Linked DNA regions of Oryctolagus cuniculus: regions 1 and 2 are each linked to region 3. A link is a contact called in public Micro-C data. All regions are on one chromosome and are shown on one strand. Each heading gives the region's core, a stretch centred on a gene start, on an enhancer-like site or on the middle of the called end of the contact. The rest is flanking DNA. Distances are from core to core; before and after follow the strand shown.

Region 1 (2,907 bases), core at 91-2,590, 110 kb after region 3:
TAACCATGGTTTTTGAAACATCAATGCTACTTATACACATGCAACAAAACCTTTCTGGGTTGTGCTTGGCAAGCCTCCAAACTTCTTCAGCATTGTCCTTTAGATGCTTGAATTTGGGAGCAGTCTTGGATATGAATGTTTGTGCTCTGAGAGATGTGTAGCTGGAAACTGCAGTGGAGAAAGGCATTCCCACCGCCTGTTACTCTGCTGCGCCCCCTTGTGGATGTGCTGCGTCTGTCAGAATGTAAAGGAGTTCTGACTCGTGCTGGACGTGGCTTGTTTACCTGGAGCACGGATAGCTTTCTTCTGTGCAAAAATCTAGCAGTTAAAATGAGTACAATGGTTCTCACTGAATGTGCAAATAATTTATTGTGATTGTTTTTTAATTTCATAGAATTTCTAAGGTTTGTATTGACTTGTCGTAGTTTAAACGTTTTATTGTGGAAAATTCCAAACATGCTGAACAGTAAAAGGAAGAGTACAGTGCGTCACCTTGTACTGGTCGCCCAGCATCGACAGCCACAGACATTTTGCCTGTCGTATTCCATCAACATGTTCAGGGTTATTTTCCTTCCCGGAGTACAAAGCATCAGCTCATATTTGATGTATGTGTTTGTTAAGTTCCAATTCAGAACTGTCGGGTTCTACTAAACCTTAACTTTAATTAGGTGTGCAGTCGTTTAGCCAGAATCCTCAAATAAAAGAAGAGAATTGGTAGCATTTCCATTGTCCTTGGGAGAAGGTGACTGGTTTCTGTGGCTGCATAGACCTGAGATTAAGACCTAAAACTCCCTGCTGGCAGAGGTACCAATAAGACAGGAGATTAGAAACATTTTACACAACTTGATATTTAGTCTAAAGTGCCTGATTTTCTTTCCAAATGTTTGCTGACAAGACCGTAATTAATTCGTAAGGAATAGTGATGTGAAATATCCCCTCTCCTCTCTCTTGTTTACTAATGGCATTTAGTTATCAATATCTCTAAAATTTCTTTCATTTTTCCAGAGAAAAGAATCATATTTGATAAACCACCAGTGTTGGGAATTGTCTTCAGTTTTATAGAAGCATGTAAAAATTCTGCGAGAGAAAGCTAGAATTTCTTAAAATGGGAACTGTAGAAAACAGCCGCGTACAGTCAGAGCCGTTGTTTCTGAAGTGGACTTGGAGGTTGACATGGCGGGGTTTCAGTTTCCCTGCAGGCTGCCAGGAGGAGGCCAGGAGGGTCGTCCTGTGGGTCTCCGTGCAGCTGCAGGGGCTGAGCTCCAGGCGCGGCTGCGGTGCCCCGCGGGCCTGGCCTGGTCGGCGGGGGAGGCTTGGGCCCTCGGCACCCGGCTGCAAACAGTGGTGTCGGGTTACAGGTTCAGAGTCTCCCAGAGCACGGGTAACTGGCTGTTCTAGTGACTGGCTTTATAATTACATTGCCGATTTGTTAGGGGAGGCTTTGTCTTACTTACCAATTAGCATGGGTGTTACTGTGGGCACCTCCAAAACCCTGGATGAGCTTTGCGTTTAAAAAAAACGCTTTCTGACCCCAGGCAGCTTAGGGGTTAGCAGCACTTGCTGTCTAGCTGTCTTGGCCGAGCCCTTACCCTGTGTGTCTGGAAGCTGGGGCTGCTTTGCCACTGTTGCTGGCACTCCCTGGGCCATGGGCAGTCATAGCCCTGCACCCTCTTGCAGGAGGGACAGCGGAGACCCTCTTGCTTGTAGTAGCTTCCTGTTCCGACCCCGCCAGCATCACCTTCCCCAGGGTGGCTTTTGTGTGCTCCCTGGTGTGGGGGTGGGGAGGTTGTCGGGTGCTGAGCACGTGGGTGGGGTCACAGTGCTCCGTCGTGAAAGTTGTCTGAGCCAGCATCTCCCACCCCACCCCCATGGAAGTAGGCTGGGGCTTTTCCTTCCTGCCCGGGAGCGAGCTGCCCAGCTGCCGGGTTTCTGAAGAGCCCTTCCCCAGAGGCGGGCCTCCCGGCTGGTGGGAAACACCCTTTTGTTGAGAGCCGCCTCTCCCTTCCAACCACCCGGCGGAAGGCCAGTATGTGGAAGGAGGGGAAGGAGAATATTCTCTTTCCCAAGTTGTCTCAAAGCAGTTTGTGGCCCAGCTCTGAGCCCGCTTCTCTGGGGCCGGGAGCCTGCCTGTCACGCACACAGTTCACTGTGCCATGGGCGCTGCTTTCTTCCACCCCCTTCCTCAAAAGAAACAGAAAGAACACGGTTCCACCCACAGCCTTGGGTACTGGCGGCACTGGGTGTCAGAGGAAACGGCCCCCGCTGGCCTCTCCTCAGCCTTTGCTGCCTTTCTTTTCCAAAGAGGGGCTGCATGTGTGCGCGCGTGTGTGTGCACGTATCTCTGAATGGTTGATGTCAGTGCAGAGACCCGAGCGTATGGTTTCAGTGTTGGCATGGGCGCTGCTGGCCGCTTCCACCAGCAGAGTGGTGAGACCAGGGAGACAGCCTCTGAAAACTGCCCTTGGAGTGAGGAGCCCTTCCCCAGACAGCTGTGCCCGCTCAGGTCTTTAAAAACTTGTTTTTGTCTGAAGCCTGCAAGCCAGGGGCGGCCTCTACTGTGCTCCCCGGGCCCCACAGGCCCACCTGTAGCCACCTTCACATAGCTGACTTTTAAAGCAGCAAGTTGCTTAATTGTGAAGTCTGCCGTAGGTCTGAAAAAGGACACCGCTGAATTTCTAGTCCTGTTACTACTGCGAAAGGAAGTTGGATCAGGCTCTTGACAGTGTATGGAGGGCATGAACCAGCAGGGCCTTGAGGTGTGTGGACGTGAAGGCTTCCAGGAGTGCCTCCCTCTGAGCCACCTGCGTACTAACAGCACACCCTTGTGAGAGCGTGCCAGTGGCTCCACCGCTGCCTGGTCACTTTCAGTCACACATCTTTCAGACACACCTTCCCTATCACTTCCTC
Region 2 (2,783 bases), core at 42-2,541, 85 kb before region 3:
AAAAAAAAAAAAAAAAAAAGTCGGGGAGCCAGGAGGCTGGGAGAGGAGCAAGGCCTCACCACCTGGCTGTGGCCCAGCCTTGGCCAGCCTGATGCTGGACTCCTGCTCACCTCCTGCCAAGGCGCCCGTCAGCCTGGTCAGTCACGATTCACTTTCCCCGCCCCACGCCGCCGGCTCTGCCTCCTAACAGCCCATTTTGCAGACAGGCGGTCAGTAAGAACTAACCCCTTGTGGGGAGGAGGGTGTGTGCACTGCGGGGTGGGGGTGGGGCGCTAGACTCCACTCCCCTTCTCTACAGCCCCACCCCCACCCACCCAAACTCCCCCCTCCCCTCAGGGCTCCCGACCGCCAGCAGCCCCTCCAGACCTTTCCACTGGGTTCTGGCCAGTGCCAGAGTCAGTCACTCTTCTGGCGGGAGTCAGCTCTGGGTGGGACATCAATCAACAGTTGTTAAGGACCCCTCAGAAGGACCCCAGCTTCTCCGCACCCAGGTGACCTTGCCGGTCCCAGGACAAAACGTCTGGGGGATTCAAGCAAAAGATGAAAGGCGGGGAGGCCCCCAGGTGTGATGCGACCCCCGAACGTGGCAGCCGGCTGAGGTTGGGCAGGATTCGCCCTCTAGAAACAGGCGCTGGCTCCAGGAGTGCCCTTCCCCGCGCCAGCCGTCCCTTTCGCCCCAGGAGGGGTCAGTAGCGAGCAGAAGGTGTCGTCGTGGGATGGAGCTGGTGACTTGCCTCCGGGCTTGCTCTCCGTTCCCCGGGCAGATGGCCGAAGAAAACACTCTGGCCACACAATCGCCCTTTCATTAACATCTCTGGCAGTCTGGGGACAATTCAGGACGGAAACGGTTTCTCTTGCTCCTGCGTCTGTAGGCAGGAGACACCCGGCTAGGTGGGGAGGGAGGGGGCCCTCGCATCGTCCCGGGGCTCCCTCGGAGTCTCACGTTAACCCCTCAAGGGGCCCTGCCCCCGGGCTAACCCCGCCTGTGCGCTGGGAGGCCCGGTGCTGCGAGCCCAAGGGCCCTGCGGGGCGCTCCGCTCTGCCGCACGCGCCCCGGTGCGTCCCGGCATGGCGCGTGGCTGTCTGCTGTGTACCACCCGCCTGGATTGCAGCCTCCCTGAGCCCTGTTTGGAGGTCTCCTTGGCTCGTACACCGCGGTCCTTCCTGGAAAACATACGTGGCAAGGGGAAGGGGTCTTCTCTGTCAAACCAAAGGGGAGTGTTGCTCAGGCGCCCACAGCTGCTGGGGTGGGTGTAAGAATACCAAACGACCAAAGGCAAAGCCCTGAGACGCTCTCTTACTTGCCGGCTTCGTGGTTGAGGTGGTAGGGCAGGAAAGAGTCAAACCTGTGGGCTGCCGCCTGCTTGCGCAATCCTAGGGCCAGTTAAGATTTCTTAACAGCAGTTTCTTAAGCTCCTGAATTCTAGAGCTTTGGAGCTAAAGAAAGCTCGGAGGCTTTCTTAGGACACCCGGCCCCCGGCAGCAGCCACAGTGCCAGGGTTTGATAACTGGCCCCAGCTTCTGATCTCAGCTTCCTGCCAATGCACACGCTGGGAGACAGCAGTGATGGCTCCCGGTAGTTGGGTCCCTGCCACCCATAGGGGAGACCTGGGTTGAGTTCCTGGCTCCCGGCTGCAGACCCACCGGATGGAGCTTATCCTTCCCCGACTGTATCTGCTGGGCAGAGGCCAGGTGGAGAAGCAGTGGGGAGTTTAAGGGAAGCATCCGTCGAACGCAGAGGCTCTCCCTTGGGTTAGTAACTTTACAAGTATAAGGGGAAACATTGGGTTTCATTAGGAAATCGTGGCTCTCACACAGCACACCCTTCAGGCTTGTGAGATTCTCACCCTGTTCCTTGTCTTTCAGCTGTTTCCCAACTCTGTAAATTGTAGCTCATTAATACATGCTCAAGTCAGGGAGAAAGTTGACTTCTCACTTGGCAGGAAAAAAAATCATTTTTGTCTTCATCTGCAATTCATCTCCACATTCCTTTGTATAAATTTGTGATTCTTTTTTCCCTGTGAATCCATTGTAACATCTCTCTGCCTGGGTCTGTCATATCATTTGAGCAACATAAAGTTCTTTAACATGTGTTTATTATTTATTTATTTGAGAGAGAGAGAGAGAGAGAGTGTGTGCAAGCATTCCCACCCACTGGTTCTCTTCATAAATGCCTGCAGCAGCTGGAATTGGGCCAGGTGGAAGCCAGGAGCCCCAGGTCCCCACTACTTGAGCCATCACCTGCTGCCTTCCGGGGTCTGCTTAGCAGGAAATTGGAGTCAGGAGCCAGAGGCAGGTATTGAACCCAGGCACTCTGATGTGGGTAGTGATATCTTAAACACCTGCCCCCATTTAAAAATATTTTTATGGAAGTCATGATTTTCCCTTTCAGCAATGTCACGCCACATCCACCAGGTCCAGCTCTCCCACTGTGACATGGGCCTGTTTCCGTGTCCAGGTGAATCCAACCAGATCTATTCTTGGGCAGGCTCTGCCTGGGGAGAGGACAGGGCTGGCTGCCAGGGCTGGACCAAAGATGGCTGTGACAAAGACTGGATGACTCAGGGATGGTCTTGTGGGGTCTCCAACGTATCCTGGCTGCCTGAGACTGGGGAGCTGCCTAGCTGGCCCTGATCTTTAAGAAAGGGAAAGGGGACTGTGCCTGGGCCTTCCTGCTGGTGAACGCTGCGCATGCTCTCTCTCTCTCTCTCTCTCTCTCTGCTCTTAGGCAGCTCCTTGAGCAGACAGCTCTTCCCTTTCTGCCTTCATTGGTATTCATTAGG
Region 3 (2,851 bases), core at 217-2,716:
GAAGTGATAGTCTTAAGTCTCAAATAATGTGCAGAAATGCATCGTGTGGGGAAGAGGTGGGTTTTTCTAGCGGATTTGCTTCTGTAGGCATCTCCCTCCAGGTTATTGGTGACTGCAGTTACTCCCAAGTACAGTGCGTGGAAAGGGTTAAGGTCTGTAAAATGATTGCTGGGCAGTAGCCAAGACACTAAGAAGCGCCATGGCTCCTGGGACTCAGCAGCGAGGACACGAGGACACGGAGCAGTGGGCGCTCCCCAGCACGGCCACCAGGGTTCAAGGTGAGGAAGAGGGAGAAGAGCCGTGTTGCAGGAAGCTGAGGCGTGCATATACACTTGAAAAGCGAAGTCCCCACATCTTCGCTCAGGCCAGGGGTAGAAGTGGCTGTTGCAGAAACTCAATAAAGTCACTCATAAAGCCAAGTATTTGGGCGCTGTTCGAGCCTGTGCACAACCTACCCCGACTGCCCCAGAAAGTCGGCAGGCCAGGAGGCCAATGCCACTGCCAAGCCTCCCGTGCTCTGGCGTCCAGCCTCCTCAAACTCACAGGACAGCCTCGCGGCACCTCACGCGGAGCTGCCTCTCAGAGTGGGCACCGCGTGGACGCGGGCCAAGTTCGAACCGATTCACTCCGAATCGGGCTGCCCCCTCCTCTCCTGGAGTGGGGTTTGGCCACAGGGGCTCCCTGGGCGCGCCAGGCAGAGGCTGAGCAGCAGTAGCTGCCGCCGGCAAGCTGAGTAAGGAGCCAGCCGCCGCCGCCGCCGCCTCCCGCCGGCGCGCAGCCGGCAGCACAGCCAGTCCCTACAGCTGTCACGCAGCCAGCAGCAGGACCGCGCGCCACCCCCCGCGCCACCCCAGCCCTCACACTGTTATTTGCGTGACTGACCCAGGCCCGGCGGGAGGGAGGAGCGCGCAGCGGGGCGCGGGGAGGGCCCAGGCCCGCCCGCGTCGTCCCCTCAGCTCGCCGCGGCAGCCTCCTCCTCCTCATTGGCCTTGAGCTTACGTCCATCTCCCCCACGCGGCGCTCGGATTGGCAGAAGGCGCACTTCTGGAGAGGGGAGAGCAGAGTGACTCCGCCGTTCTCCAGAGCCTCATCTTTCCCTCCACCCCCTCCACCCCCAACACCACCACTTCAGCGTCCACCCACCTCACCCCACCCCCCACTCCACTTCCCCCGCCCGGTTCGCGGCAGTGTCCTCAGAAGACTCATTGGGCCAGGGGCGAAGCCAGCCGCCTCGCGAGCCGTGCCGCCATTGGTCGGCTCCCACGCCCGTCGGAGCCGCGGGCTTCGCCGTTGGGCGGCTCCGCTCAGCTCCCCGCCCCCTACAAGGCCTCGCCCTCCCCGGCGCCTCCGCCCCTCCAGGCTCGCCCTCAGCCCCTTTCCCCGCCCGTCCCCGCCGCATCTACCCTGTCCAGCGGGGCGGGGATTGCTGTACGACTCAGTAAAACAGTCTGTGAGTCACTGCACAACCCATCAATCCAATTAAATGTCTTGAGCGAGCCGAGCAGGCGGTGCTACCGCCCCGCTGCCGCTGGCCCCGCCGCGGCCGCCCCTGCTCGCTGCGCCCCTCTGATCCATGGCTGTCTGTCTGTACTTGCTACGGTGTAACATCCTCCTCCTCCTCCTCCTCCTCCTTCTCCTCCTCCTCCTCCTCCTTGGGAACCGCTGCAACTTCCCCTCAGCAAGCCTCCTCCTCCGCTTGGGGACCGCAAAGGCATGGGATAGACCCGGGGCCACTTCTCACCGTGTCTCCTCCAGACCTCGCTCCGTCTCCCCCCTTTGAATTAAAGTCTGTGCCTCGCTCCCGGTCGTCTGAGAGATTTATTTGTTTGCCCATTATTTCCCCTGATTTTATTTTGCGTCCCCGGGGCAGGGGCTCGTATGAGGAAGGGGGCGCTCCACCTCCCCACCGCCTCGCCGGCCGTGACTCGGTTTCCCGCTCGGTCCGCTCGCAGCCGCGGGACCCGCCGTCCTGCGCCCGAGTGACGCACCGGCGCCCCCGCCCGCGGCCCAGACGGGCCCTCCCTCGCTGCCGCCCGACCCTTCTCGGAGCTGGACCCGCTGCCGACTTTCGCGCTGAAGGGTGAGTACCCGGTGGGGTCCGGTCCACTTTGGGGGAGGGCGGGGATCGGGCCGGGGGCCGGAGGCTCCGGGTCCCGCGTGGGCTCGAGGTGGTGCCTCCCCTGCTGCCTCCGCCCCTCGGCTCCTGCTTCGCCAGCCTTGCTGTGTTTCTAGGTATTGCCAGACTCGCACCATGGGGCGTTAGAATGCTTATGAAATAATTGGTAATGGCATGCTTTCTGGCCTTTGGATGCTGAGTGAGCGGTGATAGCGAAGTGATCCGATAGGCTCTGTGACCTGCAGAGTGTAGAATTGGCTAAAGGGTACGCTCTCCTCTACATCAAAGTTAAACTTTTATTCAATATAGGCAAAGCAAAAGGCATTTTTAATTCGAATCCGTGGTTAGAGCAGAAGGGAAGACGGGTTGTTTAGTGGCATTGCTTGGCGATTTTATTTTAGACAGTTTCATGGGTTCCCTTTTGGGAAAATATGAATTCACTATGAAAGGTTGGGAAGTCTTTGAACCTGTTGGAGGGAAGCAAGGAGAGGTGGAAATCCAGTTTGACGCTTGGCTTTAGCTTAACCTCTGTTCTTGAGAGGCATTACAACAGGGAACTTTTTTTTTTTTTTTTAATTTTTCAGCCACTGGACACAGTGGAGTGTGTTAAGGATATAGGAAAAATATAGATTATTTTTCATTCATCTTTTGTGTACTTGATTGCTCTTTAAACAATGTTATTGTATAGGATTTTATTTTTTTTTTAATTTTGGTTTCTTGGTTGTCAGTGGCTCA

What was found. A called contact is a pair of places that touch in the nucleus more often than the background predicts.
Region 1: a contact with region 3 is called in a Micro-C map of ear pinna, with 4 times the contacts expected there. The contact joins the enhancer-like site here to the promoter of SERTAD2 in region 3. A contact is called at or near these places in 3 of 6 Hi-C or Micro-C datasets (ear pinna, skin fibroblasts and an unstated tissue).
Region 2: a contact with region 3 is called in a Micro-C map of ear pinna, with 2.7 times the contacts expected there. The contact joins the enhancer-like site here to the promoter of SERTAD2 in region 3. A contact is called at or near these places in 4 of 6 Hi-C or Micro-C datasets (ear pinna, psoas muscle, skin fibroblasts and 1 more).

The regions. Positions count from the first base shown.
Region 1 is chr2:138,111,026-138,113,932 of mOryCun1.1, forward strand. The region is part of intron 1 of SERTAD2 (SERTA domain containing 2); the gene reads left to right. Among named protein-coding and RNA genes, the nearest start is that of SERTAD2, 110 kb to the left of the region's middle. Within about 2 kb of position 1,341, at least 4 of the 8 cell types and tissues checked have an H3K27ac peak or open chromatin away from gene starts, as enhancers often do. A contact at or near this core is called in ear pinna, where this site is marked.
Region 2 is chr2:137,920,035-137,922,817 of mOryCun1.1, forward strand. No RefSeq gene overlaps it. Among named protein-coding and RNA genes, the nearest start is that of SERTAD2, 85 kb to the right of the region's middle. Within about 2 kb of position 1,292, at least 2 of the 8 cell types and tissues checked have an H3K27ac peak or open chromatin away from gene starts, as enhancers often do. A contact at or near this core is called in ear pinna, where this site is marked.
Region 3 is chr2:138,004,962-138,007,812 of mOryCun1.1, forward strand. SERTAD2 (SERTA domain containing 2) reads left to right here and starts at 1,467. Exons shown (of 2, transcript XM_008254336.4): 1 at 1,467-2,080.